Regions from separate parts of the Oryctolagus cuniculus genome. Here all the other regions are linked to region 2. A link is a contact called in public Hi-C and Micro-C data. All regions are on one chromosome and are shown on one strand. The core of a region is the stretch at or near the end of the contact, and the rest is flanking DNA. Distances in the headings are between cores, read along the strand shown.

What was found. A called contact is a pair of places that touch in the nucleus more often than the background predicts.
Region 1: a contact with region 2 is called in a Micro-C map of ear pinna, with 7 times the contacts expected there. The contact joins two enhancer-like sites. A contact is called at or near these places in 2 of 6 Hi-C or Micro-C datasets (ear pinna and an unstated tissue).
Region 3: a contact with region 2 is called in a Micro-C map of ear pinna, with 8 times the contacts expected there. The contact joins two enhancer-like sites. A contact is called at or near these places in 3 of 6 Hi-C or Micro-C datasets (ear pinna, psoas muscle and an unstated tissue).
Region 4: a contact with region 2 is called in a Hi-C map of an unstated tissue, with 2.9 times the contacts expected there. The contact joins two enhancer-like sites.

Annotation. Positions count from the first base shown.
Region 1 is chr2:159,824,460-159,829,444 of mOryCun1.1, reverse strand. No RefSeq gene overlaps it. Among named protein-coding and RNA genes, the nearest start is that of TRNAI-UAU, 15 kb to the left of the region's middle. Within about 2 kb of position 1,939, at least 1 of the 8 cell types and tissues checked has an H3K27ac peak or open chromatin away from gene starts, as enhancers often do. A contact at or near this core is called in ear pinna, where this site is marked.
Region 2 is chr2:159,182,976-159,187,827 of mOryCun1.1, reverse strand. THADA (THADA armadillo repeat containing) reads right to left here. Exons shown (of 38, transcript XM_051842959.2): 21 at 2,874-3,031. Among named protein-coding and RNA genes, the nearest start is that of THADA, 58 kb to the right of the region's middle. Within about 2 kb of position 3,432, at least 1 of the 8 cell types and tissues checked has an H3K27ac peak or open chromatin away from gene starts, as enhancers often do. A contact at or near this core is called in ear pinna, where this site is marked.
Region 3 is chr2:159,729,490-159,734,549 of mOryCun1.1, reverse strand. LOC127488773 (a long non-coding RNA gene) reads right to left here. Exons shown (of 2, transcript XR_007916626.2): 2 at 4,518-5,060. Among named protein-coding and RNA genes, the nearest start is that of TRNAI-UAU, 110 kb to the left of the region's middle. Within about 2 kb of position 1,834, at least 1 of the 8 cell types and tissues checked has an H3K27ac peak or open chromatin away from gene starts, as enhancers often do. A contact at or near this core is called in ear pinna, where this site is marked.
Region 4 is chr2:159,709,166-159,713,886 of mOryCun1.1, reverse strand. No RefSeq gene overlaps it. Among named protein-coding and RNA genes, the nearest start is that of TRNAI-UAU, 130 kb to the left of the region's middle. Within about 2 kb of position 1,471, at least 2 of the 8 cell types and tissues checked have an H3K27ac peak or open chromatin away from gene starts, as enhancers often do.

The DNA.
Region 1 (4,985 bases), core at 690-3,189, 640 kb before region 2:
GTGGGGCCTCAGGCAGGAGGAAGAACTGGGATCCCCGTTGTGGTGTCCTTGGGTTTCCTGGTGAGAGCCCTCAACCTCCACAGCCACTGGATGGAAGCTAGGCTGCAGATCTGACTTTCCACGAAGTAGGGAGTACACAGCTAACAGCCACATGTCCCACACAGGCTGGTTTCAGCTGGCTTGATCATTAAGTTCCCTCTCCCTTAATCCTTGTAGAAAAGAAGTAACTTGGAGAAACCTGTTACTAACCAAACAAGTATTTTCCTATTGTTCCGTCTCCGTGTCCTCACCTTGCAAGGAAGGGCACTTTGCAATGACAGATCTGTCTTTTGCATTTTTGTTCTGTTTTCTTCAGCCGTTTTCTGAATATAAAAACCAACCTCCTCTGCTTGGTTCCCTGGGTCATTGATTCTGTTTTATGGAATGAAGTGTAGCTTGACTCCAGAATGCAATATAAAGCCAATTAAGGGCTTTATGTTGTAATTTTGTCCTCTGACAGGGGTCAACTCAAGGTCACAAGCCTAGTAACTGGTAAACTTGGAGTTCAAGCCAAGGCCGTTGACCTCGAAGCTGGGCAGTAGCCAGCAGCTGTTCTGCCATCTTGCTCGTGGCACACGTGACACTGTGAGATCCACGCGTGGGCTCTGTCACAGACCTGCACACAGGAGTGAAGAAACTTCTGACTTACAAGGGTGTGGACAGCCACCTGTGTGCTGGACCAGAGGCTCGGGACCTCCTGGAACCTTCCAGCTTCAGACGCACAGGCCTGGTGTGCGGGGTCTTGTCTTGGCGATGGGCTTTCCCACGGCACCGATGGTGCGCCCTTCGTAGCAGTTCCTGGGTCCACAGCCTGAGCACTTTCAGGGCATTTGGGGAGGAGGCCAGTCCTGTCTTCACCTCTGGTGGACAAATCAAGTGTTGGCTTGGTGTGAGGATCTGGAGGCCCCGGGCCCTCCCTACGCCATCGTCGGCTGAGAGTGCCGCGTGCCGCCTGGCCCGGGTGTGTCTTCATTCTCTGTGCGTCCCCCACTCCAGCGCTTGTTTCTCCCCTTCTGCCCAGAGCCAGGTGTCCCCCAGCTGTGGGGGGGTGGGATTTCAGCACAAAGGAGAGGGCACGGAGGCTCGGCCAAGCCTTGGCCTGCAGGCTCCTTGGTGTTCTCTGGCCCCCAGCTGAGTACACGCTGGGCCGGATGTGGGCTTGGATCTGGAGCCAGGCATGGGTGGGGCTGGGGAAGGAATTCTATTTATTTATTTATTTATTTATTTTTATTTTTTTGACAGGCAGAGTTAGAGAGACAGAGACAGAGAGAAAGGTCTTCCTTTTCTGTTGGTTCACCCCCCAAATGGCTGCTACGGCCGGCGTGCTGAGCTGATCCGAAGCCAGGAGCCAGGTGCTTCCTCCCGGTCTCCCATGCGGGTGCAGGGCCCGAGCACTTGGGCCATCCTCCACTGCACTCCCTGGCCACAGCAGAGAGCTGGACTGGAAGAGGAGCAACCGGGACAGAACTGGCGCCCCCACCAGGACTAGAACCCGGTGTGCTGGCGCCGTAGGCAGAGGATTAGGGAAGGAAGTCTGATCCCAGGCTGTGCTGGGGACTTTGAGGTTCTCTGGCCCAGCTCCTCCCATCTTATAGTGCAGAAAACCAAGTCTCTGCACTGGGGTGGGGGGTGGGGCAGGTAGGCCTGCGATCCCACTCCCACTCTGAGCCCAGTGTTCCCTGTGTCACAGAATGGGCTCCGAGGGGGACAACGCAGCTTCCTAAATCACAAGTTAGGGAAATCGAGGACCAACCCGAAACGTAGACATCCAAAGTCACAGTTCCCTGCTCTCTGTGGCTCACTAAGTCTTGATCCAGACCCCAGGACGTTGGCTGTGGCTTAGCTGAAACACTGAGGCAGCTGCGCTCCTGGCCAGGCCCGCCCCGGGGCCACGTGCAGACCCCCGGCTGTCGGCACCAGGCCCTGGCTGCAGGTCTGGTGTTCTCCAGCAGCAGCCGGGCTGCGGGATGGCTCTGGGCATGGGTCCACCCCTGCCGTGTCCCCTCACCAGGTCCTAGGCCGGCCCAGGCCGTCAGACGTGGCTGGGGGGGGGGGGCGGGGCTGGCTCTGCAGACCGGGCCACTGGGCTTCTAGTCCCCCAGCCCGGCCCCACGCCCCTCGCCGGTCTTTTCAGGTTGCCTATGCATTCCTTCTGGCCCTGCAAGTCCCATACATCTCTCTGGTTACTGCAGTCCTCTGGCCTCTGTCTTGGTCAGATTCCTCCTCTATGAATTGCAATGATATCCCTGCCCGGAGAAGAACCTAAGTGGAGGCCCAGACACCTAGGACTGCGCATTAAATATTTAACTTACAAAGCAAGCTATATTTTTCTTTCTTTCTTTCTTTCTCTTTCAAGACATTCACTTACTTAAAAGGCAGAGTTACAGAGAGAGAGAGAGAGAGAGAGAGAGAGAGAGAGAGAGAGATCCTCCATTTGCTAGTTCATTCCCCCAAATGACTGAAATGGCTGGGGCTGGACCAGGCTGAAGCCAGGAGCCAGGAACTTCTTCCAGATCTCCCATGTGGCTGCAGGGGCCCAAGCACTTGGTCTGTCACCTGCTGCCTCCCAGGGTGTACATCAGCAGGAAGCCGGAATCTGAGTGGAGCTGAGATGTGGACGCAGGCACTCTGATATGGGATGCATACTATGCCAAACTCCTGCCTCTTAACATTATTAGTCATATACATTTTTTAAAGTGATTTTTCTAACAACCTTCAAAATGATTATTAAAATTAAAAGACAAATATAATATGTACCTGATAAATTGTACTTAAGGCAAAAATTTAAGTAAAATATTTAAATTGAGTTTTTAATTTGTCTTGAAAGTTTCATGAACTCTTAAATATTTGTACAAAAAGCTGAGAGTTGCAGCATTGTTCCATGTCTGTCCGCTGCCAGTGTAAAGAATCAGTGTCACGCTTCATGCATGCCACATCTTGACATACATGCATGCAGATGGAGGAGAAGTATGAATTATTCATGCCGGGAAATACTCCTCAGCTACCATGTGCAACTGTGGCAAATGCTGTGCTAATCTGTGAGTACCCCTGGAACCACACATAGGAGGGAGCCAAGGCTTGCTCCACAGTGCACTGCTGCTGTCGGCCTTGCTGTGGGAGAGGAAGAATCCCATCAGTCTCCGCCCGACCTCAGAGCGTCCTCCGAATGTCTCTCCTGCACCCGGAGTAGGGGCCATCGCAGACGTGGGCAGCCGCATCACCACAGGCTCCCATGGCCCGCAGATGCAGCCTCTTTCGGAATCAAGGCCTCCACGGTGTCCACCACAAGGGCTGATGGCTAGGGCGAGAGCGTGCGCTGCGCTGGAACCGAGCGCGGCTGGCCTTTCAAGCGTGTGTCTGTGCGCATGCGTGCGTGTGCAGGTGCGTACCGCTGACCCTCCCAAGTGTAGGGCCAAGCAGCGGCCTCTCTTGCCTACGCTAAGGGCAGTGCTGTTTCCAGCCGCCCTGGGCAGAGGTCTCTTGTGTTTGTCTCCCAGGAAACTGTGGGATTCTGGCCCTTGGAAGACCATTCTCTGGCTCTGACTTGACTGTGGGGTTTGAAGCACACAGTATCTCATAGTTTTTAGACTGATGTAATAGCTGGGACATTTTGGGCTGCAAGTGACAGAAGACCATTTCACACAGGCTTGAGCAAAAATGGGAATAGTTGGCTCCCAGCACTGGCAAGTCCAAGGGCAGAGATCCAGGGCCCGAAGTTGTTTCCAGAGCCGGGGACTGGGGAGCCCTGTGACTGACAGACGCTCCCCTGGCCCAGGACGCCTAGAGGGGGGGAGCCACCAGATGAGAGGGCGTCCTCCACCCCGGCTGTACCTTCTCCTGGAACTTGGGCTGGACACCGGGGCCAGACTCCTCAAGGGCTCAGGGCCTGGGCACTGGCTCCCGGAGCTGCTGGCTGCCTGGGGCGGAGTCCTCCCCCACTGGTGTTGCAAAGCGTCCATCCCGCCACTGCAGCCCTGGCGTGAGCGTGACAGCTCACCGGCAGAGGAGAGATGACTGACATGCCCAGGCTCCCGAAGGCCGCGGCTTTCTGGGCACAGGTTCCCGCGTCCTCGGGTCCCCCAAGGACGGCTTCCCCCAGAATCTCAGGGTTGCAATTGTGCAACATGGAAAGGTTTGGGGGTCAAAACCTGCCAGGCCACCGCAGGCCATGCCCTCGGAGCTCTGCTGGCTGGCCTGGGGTGGAGACCGGCGCTTCACATCGGCCCCTCCACGCTGACCTCCTCGTGGGTGCGGCCGGGCCGCCTCCTGCCCGCTCCCTCTCAGCCCCAAGTCCCCAGTGCTTCCGATGCACACGCCCTTCGAGGCTGCAGACAGAAAGCAGGGCTGCTGTGGCATGTTCCCGGCTGCCTGCCGCCGCCCTGGCCCGGCGTCTACAGGCTGTGTGTGGGCCGCAGCGGGGGCCTGGCCGCCCCTGTGTGTGTGTGTGTGTGTGTGTGTGTGTTGGGGCGGCTCTGCTGTGGGGCTCAGCCCCAGCTCGGTCCCTCCTCCTGGCCTTCTCTGTCTCCTCTGCCTCTCCTTTCCCCCACGTCCCTCCTAGCTCTTTCCCATTCTCTACTTTCTGTGCTTTTTCTTCCCAGCCTACAAGGGGTCTGCACAATGAAAGGAAATGAAAAGGTTATTTTGACACCAAAAAAAAAAAAAAAAGTAAATTCGTGTATAACTTTTTTCATTGTACTCATTTTCCATGAGCTTTTTGAAGACCCTCCCATAAATGAGCTTGGTTAAGCAAACCATGGCATGGCAGACCTGACACCTAAAGTCTGATTGTGTTTTATTTTTTAAAGCCTTATTTATTTGATTATTTTCCTATTTACCTAATTATTTTCTATTTATTTGAAAGACAAACACAGAGAGAGGGAGAGAGACAAAGAGATCTTCCATCCACTGGTTTTCTCTCCAATGGCTACAACAGCCAGGTGTGGGCC
Region 2 (4,852 bases), core at 2,183-4,682:
TGTGATTACAGTGCAGGCGGAAAATCAGACATGCCTCTGAATGAACACATTTTCCTCCTGGAGAAGCCAGTGAGAGCATGCTGCTTGACAAGCAGTGCTCAGGGAAACTGAACCTTTGCTAGAAAGTTCAACAGTAAGTTGTCCTCCTGTCTTGCTGCTTGCAAAAATTTGCCTGGGCATTGAAAACACAGGGAAAATTCAATTTAAAGAAAAATGAAGTGGGTAGCTCAGAACAAATGCAGCAGTGTGCCATGTCAGAACACAGGCTGGGAAGCTGGACTGGATTCCTGTCCCAGAGCTGCCACAAACCAGCCTTGTCATCTCAAGCAAACCAGGTAACATCCAGAAGCCTCGCCTGCCTCTTGTCCAAGGCAGCTGGGTAATCTTGCAACCCTTCCTGCTCTAACAGTTTGTGAGGACAGCACTGAAAACTCAGAATCATAAACCAGCACCAGTCCTCTTCACACAGCCAACAGAAATCCTCAAATTATAGTCTCACTTGGTCGGCCTGCTGGTATTCTATTCAAGTACACCGGACCTAGTGGCCATCCAGTTAACAAAGGCCATAAAGCCAGGAAGGTCTTAAAGGAACTGGGGTACTAAAGAAACCTTCCTTTCCTTCTATTACAATCTTCTGTTACACTGGAATGGTATTGCTTCTTCAAGAACAAAGGGTGAATGAAAGGGAACATCAGGCTGAATACCAGTTTTTCAGGCTGTGAGAAACAGCTTCCTTCACCCACTAAGAGGAAAGCAGATCAGGTATTAGTTGGTCCCCAAATAACAAGAAATCAAGGTCCACATTTTGTCCCATAACTAGAACAGAATTCTGTCGGGAAGCCACTTCCCTGCCTCTCCAGGTCTGTGGCAGTCACAGTCACTGAAGATGTTGACTCCCACACTGTTGGTTTTGCCATTGGGCACAGCAGACGGTAACCAGAGCTGCCAGGGTGACTGTGCCCTCGGAAGGAAGCAGTGTACCTTATGTGTGGCTCAGCCAGCTCAATGTAAATTACATTCTTCTCAATCACTTATATTTTTAATTCTTAAAAAAAAGGAAATAAATACATGGGAGTATTTTTAATTTAAAGGAATTTTGTGGCATAAAATCTTATGTTTAAAAGTAGACACCCTTTTGAAACTGTAAATAACACTAATTTCTTGCTGACTTTGGATATTCATTGACTACATCCTCCAAAACCAAGGCATTCCTTTAGTTAAAGTCGGCAAGATCAGGAACAAAGTTTTCCACAGAGAGCAGAGTTTCAGTGTCAGAACACGGCAATCATATACTTTGATTCTTCATTCAGTCATTCATTTCTTTATTCACCTACGTATGTGAAGCTGCCATACAACGGTGCCGTAGAACACTGACAATTCCATCACAGTGGGAAAGATGTTTTAAAGAAAAACGATCAAGACTCTACTTCATACTCAAGCAGTCACCAGAAGCATCCTATGGTTTATAAGTTTTTTGTTACTGTTTAGTTTTTTGTATTTTTACAAATGCACCTTTGATCTGACACTGATTTCTAATTTTAACACAGCTACTCCACATAAATTCATAAGATTTGGGGACTACGTAAAAGATGTCAAAGCAAAATGATTTTCAGATAAAGCTCTCAAGTCTTTCTCGGTTACAGTAAAAGTAAAACATGTTTCCCTTAATTTGTTTTTAAACACTACCCAGCAAACCCAAAAATCAAGAGATTTTAATTTGTCCTTGGGGAGAGAAGGTGAGAAGTCCAGGGGCACGAGCACATGTTTACTTCGTAGCAAGATGGCGACCATCAGTAAGCAATCACTGATCACGGCTGGACTCCTTGGCAAAGATGCTGGCACCAGCACTCCGGCCAGTCACCAGCAATGACTCTGAGCAACGCTCTGGCCACTAATGCCTATCAGATTTGGAAAAGAACACAATGATGCCCACAGTGCACTGCTGCCTGTGCCTTTCTCCATCTCAGGCTCTTGCAACATCACAAGCCCAGCTGCTAACCAGATGGAAGCACATGAGCCACAGAGTGTGAGAATAAAAATATTAGCATTATTTCCATGCAACCAGTCATGTGGTTATTATAGAAGTAATCAGTATTAGCATACTACAATATTTGTTTTGTTCTTGAATGTTCTAACACCCTAGGGAAAAAATTATCTTTATTTGAAAAAGGTTAAAAACGAAAGTACATGTTACATATCTTTTGCTGGAAAACTGTGGGAAATGGATTTGTTGAAACCATATGGAAAGGAAGAGGGAATCAATTAAAAACAGAAATCTAATAAATCTAAAATATTTCCAAATGAAATGCTTGTGGTAAGCTAATTTCTTGTAAACACTGCACTCAAGTCAGTTGAACAGTCCCAGATGGTGAACCAACTTTGTGGTCTTAAAATAAAAGTCAGCCAAAAACACCAAAGTGACTACAACTTTATCATCAATATAGTGGGAAACATGAGATCCATAATCAACCAGTATGTTACTTGTTACTCCTTTGCAAAATGTAAGTGATTTGTGGAGTTTTACTACATAGAAAATTTCAGCTAAAATTTAAGTTAAAATATATGTTAAATGGAGAAATAAAAATTTAAATGATAGTACTGCAGTTTAAGGTAAAATCTACAGTTACTTAAATAAAAATGTTTCTTAAAATACCATAGTTTTAAAATGTATTACAAAGTCTAGTATAATAAATTATCATGAACTTTCTTCAACTGGTATCTGTAACATCTATAATCTAGAAATCTAAGATCTCTGCAAGATTCTATTCAAGAAAAATTCAAACTCTTTATTTATAAAGATGCATTATAAATAAAAGGTTATGATTCATGCTTTGACCAGAAATTTTGTGTAGCTGAGCAAACATCTACCTTACCTGCTCCACTGTTAATAATCCATCAGAAGATTCTGGCGCAGACTGTATGGGCAGAAATTGGCACAGAGTGCCTAAAAGTAAAGCAACTTCCTTCATACTTCTCCAACAACATACCAGGACCATCTGAGCAGTTACATCACATGTTTTTACTTCTTTACCTTAAAATAATAATAATAATAATAATAATAACCTATTGCAACACTAGACACTCTTGATTACTCACCCCAGTTTTCTTAGAACAAGCTTATTCATAATTTCCCCAAGAATAACCTGCTTGAACAAACAGATTGTCACATGTTAAATTTATTCAGGAGAAATAAGGCAACAATTGATGAGTACAGGCTAAGAGGAGGAATCACACTATCTTTTTAATTATTTAAAAATAAATTTAAAAATAAAATACAATATTGTTTTAAAACCTTTATCTAGGGGTTGGCACTGTGGTGTAGTCTGCAGTGCCAGCATCCCATATGGGCGCCTGTTTGAGTCCTGGCTGCTCCACTTCCAATCCGGCTCTCTGCTGTGGCTTGCGAAGGCAGTGGAAGGTGGCCCAAGTCCTTGGGCTCCCACACCTGTGTGGAAGACCCAGAGGAAGCTCCTGGCTTCAGATCAGGGTGGCTCCAGCCATTGCCACCATCTGGGGAGTAAGCCAGCAAATGGAAGACCCTGCTATCTGCCTCTGCCTCTCTGTAATTTTTGGAAATTAATAAAATAAACTCTCTTTGCCTTTCTATCACTCACAAAGTATTACATGGATGACTATAATAAAAATTTTTCTAATTTATTTTGCTGAGGATAACTACTATAGCAGTAAAGGTGCAGAACTTTTTTTTAATGACTCCTTTCTTAACACTTCGTTTTTGGTTTTATTCATTTAATTGAAAGGCAAAGAGGGAGAGAGTACCCGTGTGCTAGATCATTCTCCAAATGTCTGCAATAGCAAGGGTTGAATCCACAGGCCAGGAACTTAATCCAGGTTTCCCACATGGGAAGCAGGAATCCATTTACTTGAGCCATCATCTCTGCTCCCATGGTTTCATCAGCAGAATGCTGGAGTCAAAAACTAGAGCTGCTTGTCAAACTCAGGTTCCCCAAGTGTGAGAGGTAGGTGCCTTAACTATGAACTAAACAACCACTCTCAGGATAGAAATTTTAAGATCAAAGAAAACAATAATTTTCTTTCAAAACAAAATTAAAACCCCTTGTCAATAAACTATAATTACCCCTATGTACTCTCTTATTCTAGTATTAAGAGTATTTTAGTATTCATGTTTAAAAAGGGGGAGAGGGAGCGGCACTGTGGTTAAAGCCTTGGCCTGAAGCGCCGGCATCCCATATGGGCACCAGTTCTGGTCCCAGCTGCTCCTCTTCTGATCCAGCTCTCTGCCATGGCCTGGGAAAGCAGTGGAAGATGGCCCAAGTGCCTGGGACCCTGCACCCGCATGGGAGACCCTGAGGAAGCTCCTAGCTCCTGGCTTCAGATCTGCTCAGCTCTAGCCGTTCTGGCCACCTGGGGAGTGAACCAGCAGATGGAAGACCTCTTTCTCTGTCTCTCTCTCTCACACTGTCTAAATCTGACTGTTAAAAAAAAAAAAAAAGACAAACTGCTAAATTTTTTCAAACTAAGTTAAAAAGGCAAGTTAACAAATGACATTTATAGTGTAATCCTGTATCTCTCTCTCTAACTCTTTCAAATAAATAAATCAATCTCAAAAAAGAGAGAAAAGAAATGGGATTGGGGAGGAAATGAAAAAGAACTGTATATTTATCTCTGTGTTTTTTGAAGCTATTACATTAAGCATATATCTATGCTACTTTGTATAATTAAAAAATCACAAGAACTTTTTATAAAGCAATATCCCCATCTAGTGGAGAATGTAGAACATGTAATAAATTACCTTAAATGACTGCTGACTTTTTACAGCACTGCAGAAACTCAAAAATAATGCCAAAACAAGCTGTAAGAATGCAAAATCTAG
Region 3 (5,060 bases), core at 585-3,084, 550 kb before region 2:
TAGGGAGCACAGGAATGCCACCTCCTCCAGGAAGGCTTCCTATCAACTCGCCCTTCAGTCTGAACCTCTGAGGTTGCTCACACATGCCCAGCTTGTCCGCTATTCTGGGTCGGTCCCATCCCCCTCTTGCGGGTGGCCCTTTGGGGTCAGAAGCCCACCTACCTTGTAAACCTCGCATGACCCTGGAAGGAGCTCCACATACCTGGGCTGCACTGAGCTGGAGCCGAGGAGCCCAGAGGGAGAGATCTGCTGGCAAGGCTGCTCCTGCTGCTGACAGCCAGGGCGCTGGACGCGGGGACAGAAATCCACCAAGGGCCACTCCCTTCACCCCCCACCCCCAGCAGGCAACCTGAAGCGGGTGCTGGACAAGCAAATCTTGCTGGTGTGGACGTCAGGGGCCAAAGGGAACCACAGAGCAGCCAGAATCAACCCCTGGGCTGTTGAAAGCAGCAAATCAAACCATGGTGTGTGTGTGTGTGTGTGTGTGTGTGTGTGTGTGGCTTCTGGTCACCATGGCGCTGAGAACACTGGGCCCACTGGGCCTGGACACCAGGACTGGGCCTGTGCAGGGGTGGGTCGGAAGCTAAACAGCCACGTCTTCTTGGAGAGGTGCCCATGGCACTGGGGCACTGGGGCACCAATGCGGACATCAGCTCTGTGCCCCGCATTTGAGGCAGTAACTCCAGAAACCGCATGGACTGCCACCCTTCTGCTACTTCTTAAGCACTATGGGATTTTAGGGTCAGGCTCAGCCTATGGCCCAGAGGTCATCTAGTCCAATGTCATCCTCATACAGATGAGGAAACCAAAGCAAACCCAAGTCAAGCTGGAGGCAGGCTCTACTCTCCTGCCCCTGCCTTCTCCTCCACCCCCTCCTTGGTCCTCCTCACTGGAGCACCTCACAGAGCCTCCCCTTCATGGTCTTTGTAGGGGGGGAGGCTTTCTTCCTGTCGGTCTGTCTCCTGGAGATTGCGGTCTCCCTGTGTTACTGGTTTTAGCAGCACCAGAGCAAATGCTGAGTGCCCGGTGCATCTGAGAACCCAATGGGTGTCACATAGGGAGCTTCAGGGGAGAACACGTGGACCAGAAGAACACAGTTGTGGGCTGGTTCAGACATCCCAAGTCAGACCCTGGTGTCCCAAGTAACAAAATGGAGTTGATTCGACCTGGCTTCCCTGAACTAACTGCCTTTCTCACCACCAGTTTGTGCCTGCAATTCAGGTTTCTGACACCAGATGGCAGTGTTGCTCTGTTTGTAACTGCAGACAAGCCGCTCTTGCGAGAAGCCGTTTAAAGCTCACTCATTCATTCACTCAGTGCTTACTGAGAGTGTTCACAAAGTGCCAAGCCCTTTTCTAGGTATCTGGGGTTCAGCCGCGAACTAAACACAAAAAGCTGTGCTCTCTGGGCCCTTCACTGTTGCACAAACGAGAAAGCATTTTGTCTGTTAGATGACCGGTGCTGTTGGGACAAACAGAAGGCGGAAAGAAGGGCTGGGGTGAGGGGCTGTGAAGTGGGGTTTTGTTATATGGGGCAGATGGGGAGACTGAGGCTGGGGAGGGAGGGTTTTGCCCTACGTGAGAGAGATGGAGGCTGAGGCTGGCAGCCTGGAGCTCCGGTCCGCTCTGACCCCCCTACTGCCCCGCCCCCCCACAGCGGGCAGGGCTGTGGGCTCAACGAGGCATGATTTCTGGCCCGCCCTGCAGGGACTGTGTGCAAGGACTGTGCTGGCCAAGAGCTGCTGGGCAGGCGTCCTGGACACGAAGTCCACTCCCAGCTCCTAAAACCGCCCTGCATGCTCCTGCCCCCACGCCTCCCCATCCGCTCTGGGCTGCGGGGCATTCAAGGTGGGGGAGTCGCGGAAAGGGCCGCCTGGAGGAGAGCCCCATGGCGGGAGTGGATCTGGGCTGTGCGGCCCCTGAGAGCAGCTTGTACCCTAACCAAGACACACCCACGACGTTCCCCACCCAGCCTTCGTGCCTGGCCCAGTCCGTTGCATGCTATCACGGAATACCACAGACTGGGTCATTCACAACAAGAAGAAATCGATTCCTCACGGCTCAGAGGCTGGGCAAGACCGAGGCCCTGGAGTCAGGCGAGAGCCTCCTCGGCGCCTCCGTGCAGCCTCGGAGCATGGCGAGTGCGGGGTGCAGGTGCAGGAGGGGCTCCATGCTAACCATGTGCTCATGTGACCAGTTCTCTTGGCCCAGCAATTGGTTCTAGAATCGAAGCACAAAGCAGTGAAAGTCTTGCTGAAGAGCCGGGCTCAGGATGCTGGAGAGAGAGATGAGTGATGAGGCCCAGGAGAGCTGGGAGGTGCTGCAGCCGCTGCCCAAGGACACCGGGAAGACGCTGCTGGCGGAGTGGAGCCCAGCTGTAGAGGAAGGGAGGCTGCACCCTCCCCCGCAGCCCGAGCTTGCCTGAAGCCGGCATTGCCCTCTGTTCCCCACTTAGCAGAACCAACAAATGGTCTTGTTAAAAAAGAAAAGCCTGTAGGGGCCGCCACTGTGGCGCAGCGGGTAAAGCTACCATTTGCAGTGCCGACATCCTTTATGAATGCCGGTTCGAATCCCGGCTGCTCCACTTCTGATCCAGCTCTCTGGCTATGGCCTGGGAAAGCAGATGGTGCAGCTTCTTGGGCCCCTGCACCTGTGCAGGAGACCTGGAGGAAGCGCCTGTCTTCTGGCTCTGGATTAGTCCAGCTCCAGCTCCAGCCGTTGGGCCATTTGGGGAGTGAATCTGCATCTCTCTCTGTAACTCTGCCTTTCAAATAAATAAATAAATCTTTAAAAATAAATAAATATAAATAAAAACCTGGTCCAATTTGAACTTAGGTCTCTTGGAGCCCAAGACTTAGGATTAATAAGTTGATTGAGCCTCACTGCTTGTGTTCTGAGCCCAAAACCTGGAATAGGATGGGGAGCAAATGAGACACCAGGCCCAGGGTCTCCTGCCCCCCAGAACCGTTGGGGGGGGTGAGTTCAATGCCAACGCCAGGCCGTGGGGCAGCCTGGTGAGAATCTGGGCCCCATCTCCCCACTGTTTCAGTGTGATCTTCTCCGGACAAGAGGAGGCAAACGTTCCCTTTTCCTTCTTGGCTTTGGGTTCCTGAGCCCCCAGCTGCCCTTATCACGAGGAGGGAGGTAACCGTCTATGGTCTGTGTTTCCAGATAAATGGAGAAGCTACGGGTGCCGCGAGGCTGGCCCTGTGGTTCGGAAGACGCTGTGGTTTGGCGGTGGTGAGCAAACAGGTCAGCTCGGGGCAGGGGAGGTGCGTGGCCTTCAGGGGCCTGAGACAGCTTGCCCTGCCAAGGAGGCAGGGGCTGGGGCCAGGCCTGGAAGCAGCTGCTGTCTGACCCCATTCAAGGCAAAGATGGCGGGGCCCTGGTGGTCCTAGGCCTCTGAGAGCTGTGCATCTCAGGCCCAGGCTGCCTGGGGCCCAGGTGGGCCACGCTTCTTGCATCCTGACTTCTGTGGTGTGATCTAATCCGCGGCGGTCTGCACCACAGATCCATGAAGGGAAGTTATAGGGCTCTGGGAAGCCCCCAGACGGGGAGATCGGATCAGCTCTGGGTAAAGAAGTGTTCATTTGCGCTCAACGGGGGTTTCGTCTTGGAAAGCCTCTGGGATGCAGTGAGTCAGTTCGGTGGGGTTTGGGGACTCCCACCGTTCCTGACAGTCATTCTTCACCAAGACAAACGACATCAATCACTCTGTGCGCCACTGCTTTGGGCCCTCCATCCTCGATCCTCGGTGCTCAATGTCTCAGAGGCAGGAAGGGCTCCTCCCGCCCCGCAGAGCAGGTGGTAAGTGAGTCTCTGACGTCCTTCCCCCAGCCAATCAGGGGGCCCCGGGGCCCGAGGCTCGCACACTTGGGAGGGCCAGCCTGGGCGAGCTCAGGCCGTAAGCCTCCGGGTGACTACCGCTGCTCCCACTCCGCAGAGGAACAAGCGATGTGGAAACGGGGCGTCCCCTCGCCCCAGGCTGTGCGGGACCGGCTCACAGAAGGAGCTGCATTTGCTGGCTCGTGGGAGTGGGCCGGGGAAAGCTTCTGAGCAGGCTTCTCTTTTTTTATTTGTTTATTTGAAAGGCAGAATTACAAAGAGAGAGGGAGACACACACACACACACACACACACACACACACGAGAGAGAGAGAGAGAGAGAGAGAGAGAGAGAGAGAGAGAGAGAGAATCTACCCTTCTATCCATTGGAATCCGGCCACAATGGCCGGAGCTGGCCCAGATCGAAGCCAGGGCCAGAGCTTCTTCTGGGTCTCCCATGTGGGTGCAGGGACCCACAGACTTAGGCCGTCCTCTGCTGCTTTCCCAGGCCACAGCAGGGAGCTGGATAGAAGTGGAGCAGCTGGGACTCGAACTGGCGCCCATATGGGACGCCGGCACTGCAGGCAGCAGCTTAACCCTCCACACCACAGCACCGGTCCTGGTTTTTCATCTCTGAGGAAAAAAAAAAAAAAACAAAAAACTACCTTCTTTGAAAAAAAACAGACTTCAGAAAAAGTTATTTATTTACGGTTTATTTGGAAGGTAGAGAAACAGTGCCTGACACAGAGGGAGATTTGCATCCACTGGTTCACTTCCCAAATGCCCTCAACACAGGGCAGGGCCAGGCTGAAATCAGGAGCCAGGAGCTCCATGCAAGTTTCCCGCAGGAGTGAGCCATCCTCTGACGCCTCTGCTGTGCACATTAGCAGGAAGCTGGATTGGAAGCAGAGCAGCCAGGACACAGATCACTCTAGTACGGGATATGGGCTAAATGCTCCAGCTTCCAACTTTGGCCATCACCCTACATCCTGATCCTCCGGACTCTGGAGGAAGCCTTAAGAAGTTGTGATGTTGGGAGTTGTGGCTAAAAGACCAAAAGAGGAAGATGGGGAGAATTCAGATGAATTTAGGGTACACCAGCATCTTGGGGTTCCAAAGCCCACTTGAGAGCCTCAGTAACATTCCTGATGATCAGGAATGTTAACCTGTTAATCCAGGTTTTTGTCACTCCCACGAAGACACACAGGCTGTGTCAGAGGCTCTGCGAGGGCTGGCC
Region 4 (4,721 bases), core at 222-2,721, 530 kb before region 2:
CAATGACCTAGCCCTGGGGATCACACCTCCCCGTATGCTCCACGCCCCCGGGTTGATGGGGTTGTGGGCCAATGTCCCTACCACAAAGCAAGTCGTCTGAGGTCCAAGCAAAGCCAGTGGCAGCTCTTCTGTGCAGAAGGAGGCCTGCAAAGCTAGACTGCGTCTGGGACCCCGGCCAGGTGAGGGCTGGGCTCCTGTCCACCTGGGCATCAGCGGTGTATGGAGTGAGCAGGGGACACTGAGCCCAGAGGGAGGCTGCGTGGGGCTCCCAGAGGGGAGGCTGAGTAAGGCGCCCTGGGGGATGGAGAGTTAAGGCCAGAAAGAGGGTAGGCAAGTGAGGGATAGGGCTCAGAGAGGGAGGGGCAGGGCGGGACCAGGGCTGCCATCATTCCCTCTTTCCTGCCTGCCTGCCAGGTGCAAGGGCCACAGAGACCAAGCCAGCTCCCTGTCCTCGGTGAGCTCACAGTCCAGTGGGGAGGACACCGGCACGGAGGGGACACCTGTGTTGTGTGACAGGTGCAGTAGCAGAGCGAAGCCAGGGCCCATGTATGTGTGGAAAGCACACTTTGCTAGGCGAGCGTTGGGGGTGGTCAGGAGGTGAGTTCTGAGCTGTTTCTCCACGGGCAGGAGAAGTGAGCTTAGCAAGGAAGGCGCCTGGGCTGAGAATCGGTGCCTGTGCAAGCCCGGGGGTGTGACGAGGCTCCAGGCAGAGCTGGCACAGGGCGGAAGCGGGGCGGCGGGAACAGGCACACATGGGCAAGTGCGGGGCGGTGTGGCTGGAAGCCCTGGGGGTGTGGCTGTGCCAGTGGGCGGGGTGGCTTGGATTTCTTCCAGAGAACCAAGGCGATTGTACAGGAATTTAAGCGGAGGCATGCAGGACGGGCTCTGTGGTGTAGAAGGTCCCCGGGCAAGGGAGGCTGGTCTGGTGAGGGCCGTGCCAGGGACAGGAAGGGCAGAGCAGCCCGCAGAGGGCTCCACAGGCACAGGCAACCCCGTGGCACCTGGGGCCAACGACCCACCAGCAGGAGCAAGGCCTGAGCCCACCCCAGCTCATCGGACACAAATAGGCCGCCTCAGTCCCATGGAGCCCAGTGCCCTGCTCTGAGAGTTCCCTCCACCCCCCGTGGCCAGGCCCCGCCCGCCCCAGCCAACCCAGGCCCCTCCTGTGCCCTCACTTCCCCACCCCTGCTGCTGGTTCTAGGGAGGACTTGCACACCTGCGGAGGATGGCAGGCCCTGTGCAGAGCTGGTGGGAGGATGCACCACAGGATGGCGCGAAGAGAGGGGCTGGGCTGGGGGCTGCAGGCCAGGAGAGCTCCAGCAGAGAGGAGAGAGCTGGGCAGGGTTCCAGGCTCCCTCGGGGGCCCTGCAAGACGAGGAGGAAAGAGCAGCCTGGCCGCGCAGCTCACCGGCCTGGCGTCGGGAAGGCTGATGGCAGACCTGCTGCAGTCTGCAGCCTCTGCTCCCAAACCAGGCTGGGCTCCCTGCCCTGGGAGTTCCTGCCACGCCCAGCCCTCAGTCCCCCAAAAAGGACAAGCTGTGCTGCTGCCTCCCCACAGCAGGTGGCGCCATCCTGCTGGGATTAGATTCAGAGGCCTGAGCCAGCCTCTAATGGCTGGGAGGGGGGGAAGGCAGGGAGCAGCTGGGGAGGGTACTTGCTGCCCCCTGGCCATGCCCCTTGGGCCTGCCTGCCCTGTTCTACCTGTGCTCACCTGCAGTCCTCATCCCAGATCTAGCGGCCTCGCCCTCCGTTCCCGGTTCCCTTGAGGTGCTCCCCTTTCCACTCCTGGGAGCGGGCCTGGTGAGCTGGCTCCCCTGGAGGCATCACCCCCAAGATGAGAGCTCGGGCTTGGCAATGAGGTGGCACTGGGCGGGGGGCAGGGCTCAGGGGTGTCCAGGAGGCCGTTAGGAATGCTTGCTAAGGGCCAAGGGGGCTTTGCTGATGAGTGACAAAGGACAGCAGCTCTCAGAACAGTGAGACGCTGCTGCAGACCCCGCACCTGGCAGTCTCTCATCTGCAGAAAACCTGAGGGTGGATCTGTGTCAGCTGGCGCTGCCTGGTACTCCACGTGCTGGGTGGGCTGCAGGGAGGGCAGAGGGTGCTTGTGGTAGAAGGACCCTCAGAAGGGGAGGGTGAAGGCTGAAGGCGGGGGTTATACAGGGAACCTTCTAGAAGGACCCTCAGTGTCCAGGGTGGGTATTGGGGGCAGAAGGGCTTCCAGCAGAGGAGAGCAGAGGGCAGGAGGGGGTATGTGTGGCTGGTCCAGAGAGGCCGTGTGCCCAGCCCAGGGAGGCCCGCCACTCTGCCCTTTTCCCCAGTGCTGGATTCCTTAGGAGGAGCACTGCCATGGGCTTTAGACTCGATCCGTGTGGTTGGCTTGGTAAAATGAGGACACTTAGGAGATAGCAGGGTGGACTGAGACTGCTAAGCACAGAGATGCCCACATCCCTGGGCCCAGCTGGGACTCTGTCAGCCCCCCTTTCCTCTCCTCTGCTGGGAGAGGGAAGGGGGTACCATGGACCCCTACATCCTGGTTCAATCTCAACCTTAAATAAAAAGCCAACTTAGGGCCAGTGTGGTGGTGCAGTGGGTTAAGCAGTTGCTTGCAATGCCAGCATCCCATGTTGGAGAACTGGTTCAAGTCCCAGATGCTCCGCTTCTGATCCAGCTTCCTGCTAATGCTCCTGGAAAGCAGAGGATGATGGCTCAAGTCCTTGGATCCTTGCCACCTGTATGGAGGACCAGGGTGAGGCTTCTGGCTCTTGGCTTCAACCTGGCCCAAACCTGGGTGTTGCTGCCATTTGGAGAGTCAACTAGCAGACATAAGATCCTTTCTCTCTCTCTTTCTCTCTCTCTCATGCTCTCTACCTTTCAAATAAATAACTTTTAGAAAGCCAACTCGTCATCCTCAGTCTGGCTAAGGTGCCCTTTCTGGAACGTGGACTCCGAGGCAGTGTGGAGGCTGCATGTCCAAAGCAGGCTCTTGTTTCGAAGCATAGCTGGGCAGGGCCAGGTGGGTGCTAAGGGGCTGGCAGGGCGGAAACAGAAATCGAGGGAAGAGGGGAGAGTGTGTCTGCAAGAGGAGGCCAAGAACAGCCAGGCACAGGGAGCTCAGCCCTGCGAGTGCACCCTGGCAGGGAGCCAGGGCCGGCAGGCAGTGGGGACTGCACGCCAGGCTGGATCATGGGTACAGCCAGAAACGTGCTGGTGAGGCCTAGGCAGGGGAAGAAGGGGGCGATGGCAGCAGCTTGGGCAGCCTGCTGTGCGTCTGGAATTTTCTGACTGATGTAGACGTTGTCTGCCGAGGTTTGGAGAGAAAATCACTCCTTGCCTGATGTGTGGCTGCAGTGGCCTTGCTGACAAACCTATAGCAAACAGTGCCAAGGGGCCTGGGGGGCTTCCAGGGACATGAGATGAGGGGCAGCATGGGAGGCACCAGGAGGATGGGATGAGGATGAGCTCAAGGAAGACTTCTTGGAGGAGGAAGGCCTTCCAGGAGGAGGGAGACACAGATGGAGAGAGGGGAAGGGTTTCCAAGACCATGGGGACATTGCAAGGAAAGTCACTGGGAAGCAGCAGAGGGGTGGGGGTTGGGGAGGGAGGGGTCAGTGAGAACCTGGCACAGAGAAGACACTCAACAGTTTTGGAAGGAGGGGCTAGAGGCAAGGAGGGGCTAAGAGCTCTTCTTAGGGGCAGGTCCCCATCCCCCCACCCCACAAGCCAGGGTTGTGCAGCCAGCCCCGCCGAGGGCCCCCCCCCCCCCCCCAGCCCACCGGCCTCTGTCCTGGGCTTGCTCACAAGCACGAAGCTGGGACTTGAGAACTGGCAGGTGAGCAAACCCCAGCCCATTCTCCCGGCCTGGCCGTGCCTACTCCCTGCTGGAGCTGGGGTGTTTGTCACTGGATTTGACTGAGTGGCCAGTAACCCCCCACCAAGATGGCAGCTCAGCCAGACAGGAGGGCCTTTGTGTGGCCCTGACTCTGCTGGGAGGCCCGGCTCCCGTTTGCTCAGTGTTAATCATTGACCAGGTGTCCAGGGACAGGGCTGGATGGAGGGCCCTGGGGCTGGGGCCTTGGCCTCCTGCAACAGCAGGTGGGACTCACCTGGGGAGGGGGAGGAAGAAGAGACCCTGGGGAGTGGAGGCCACAGGCTTGGGTATGGATCAAGGAGGCCCAGAGGCAGCACCCCAGCACCACTCCCCAAGCCTGCGATCAGTGAGTGGTAGGAAGAATCCAGCCGGAGTGGCTGGCCATCCTCATACTGACCCTAAGAGGACAGCCCTGGGCAGGAGAAACACTGATCCCCTTTGAGAAAGGAGACAGAGACAAAGACCTTGGCATGCAGGTGTGGGGGTCTCTGGGGAGCCGTAACTTGATGTTGGCCACCCCCCCCAAACCAAGCAGCCCACTGCCACAGACTCCTCCTTGGGCCCCTGGATAGAAAGTGCCAGGCCAGAGGGAGCCGCGGGGGGATGCATTCTGGGCCAGGGGAGACCCCAGCCCTGGCCTGACCACCTCTGCCCCTGGCCCCAAGTGACTGTGGCATTGTCCATCCCAGAGTCCTGTCATGAAGGCCGCAACGCATGTGGCAGGAGGAGGAGTAAGGAGAGAGAGACAGGCAGGGCCTTGGAGGTGCTGGGCTCCGCATGATGATCTCCTCTGACGGCCCTTGGTAGCCCGTGGCCACTTTACAGATGAGGACACTGAGGCACAAGTCGTGTC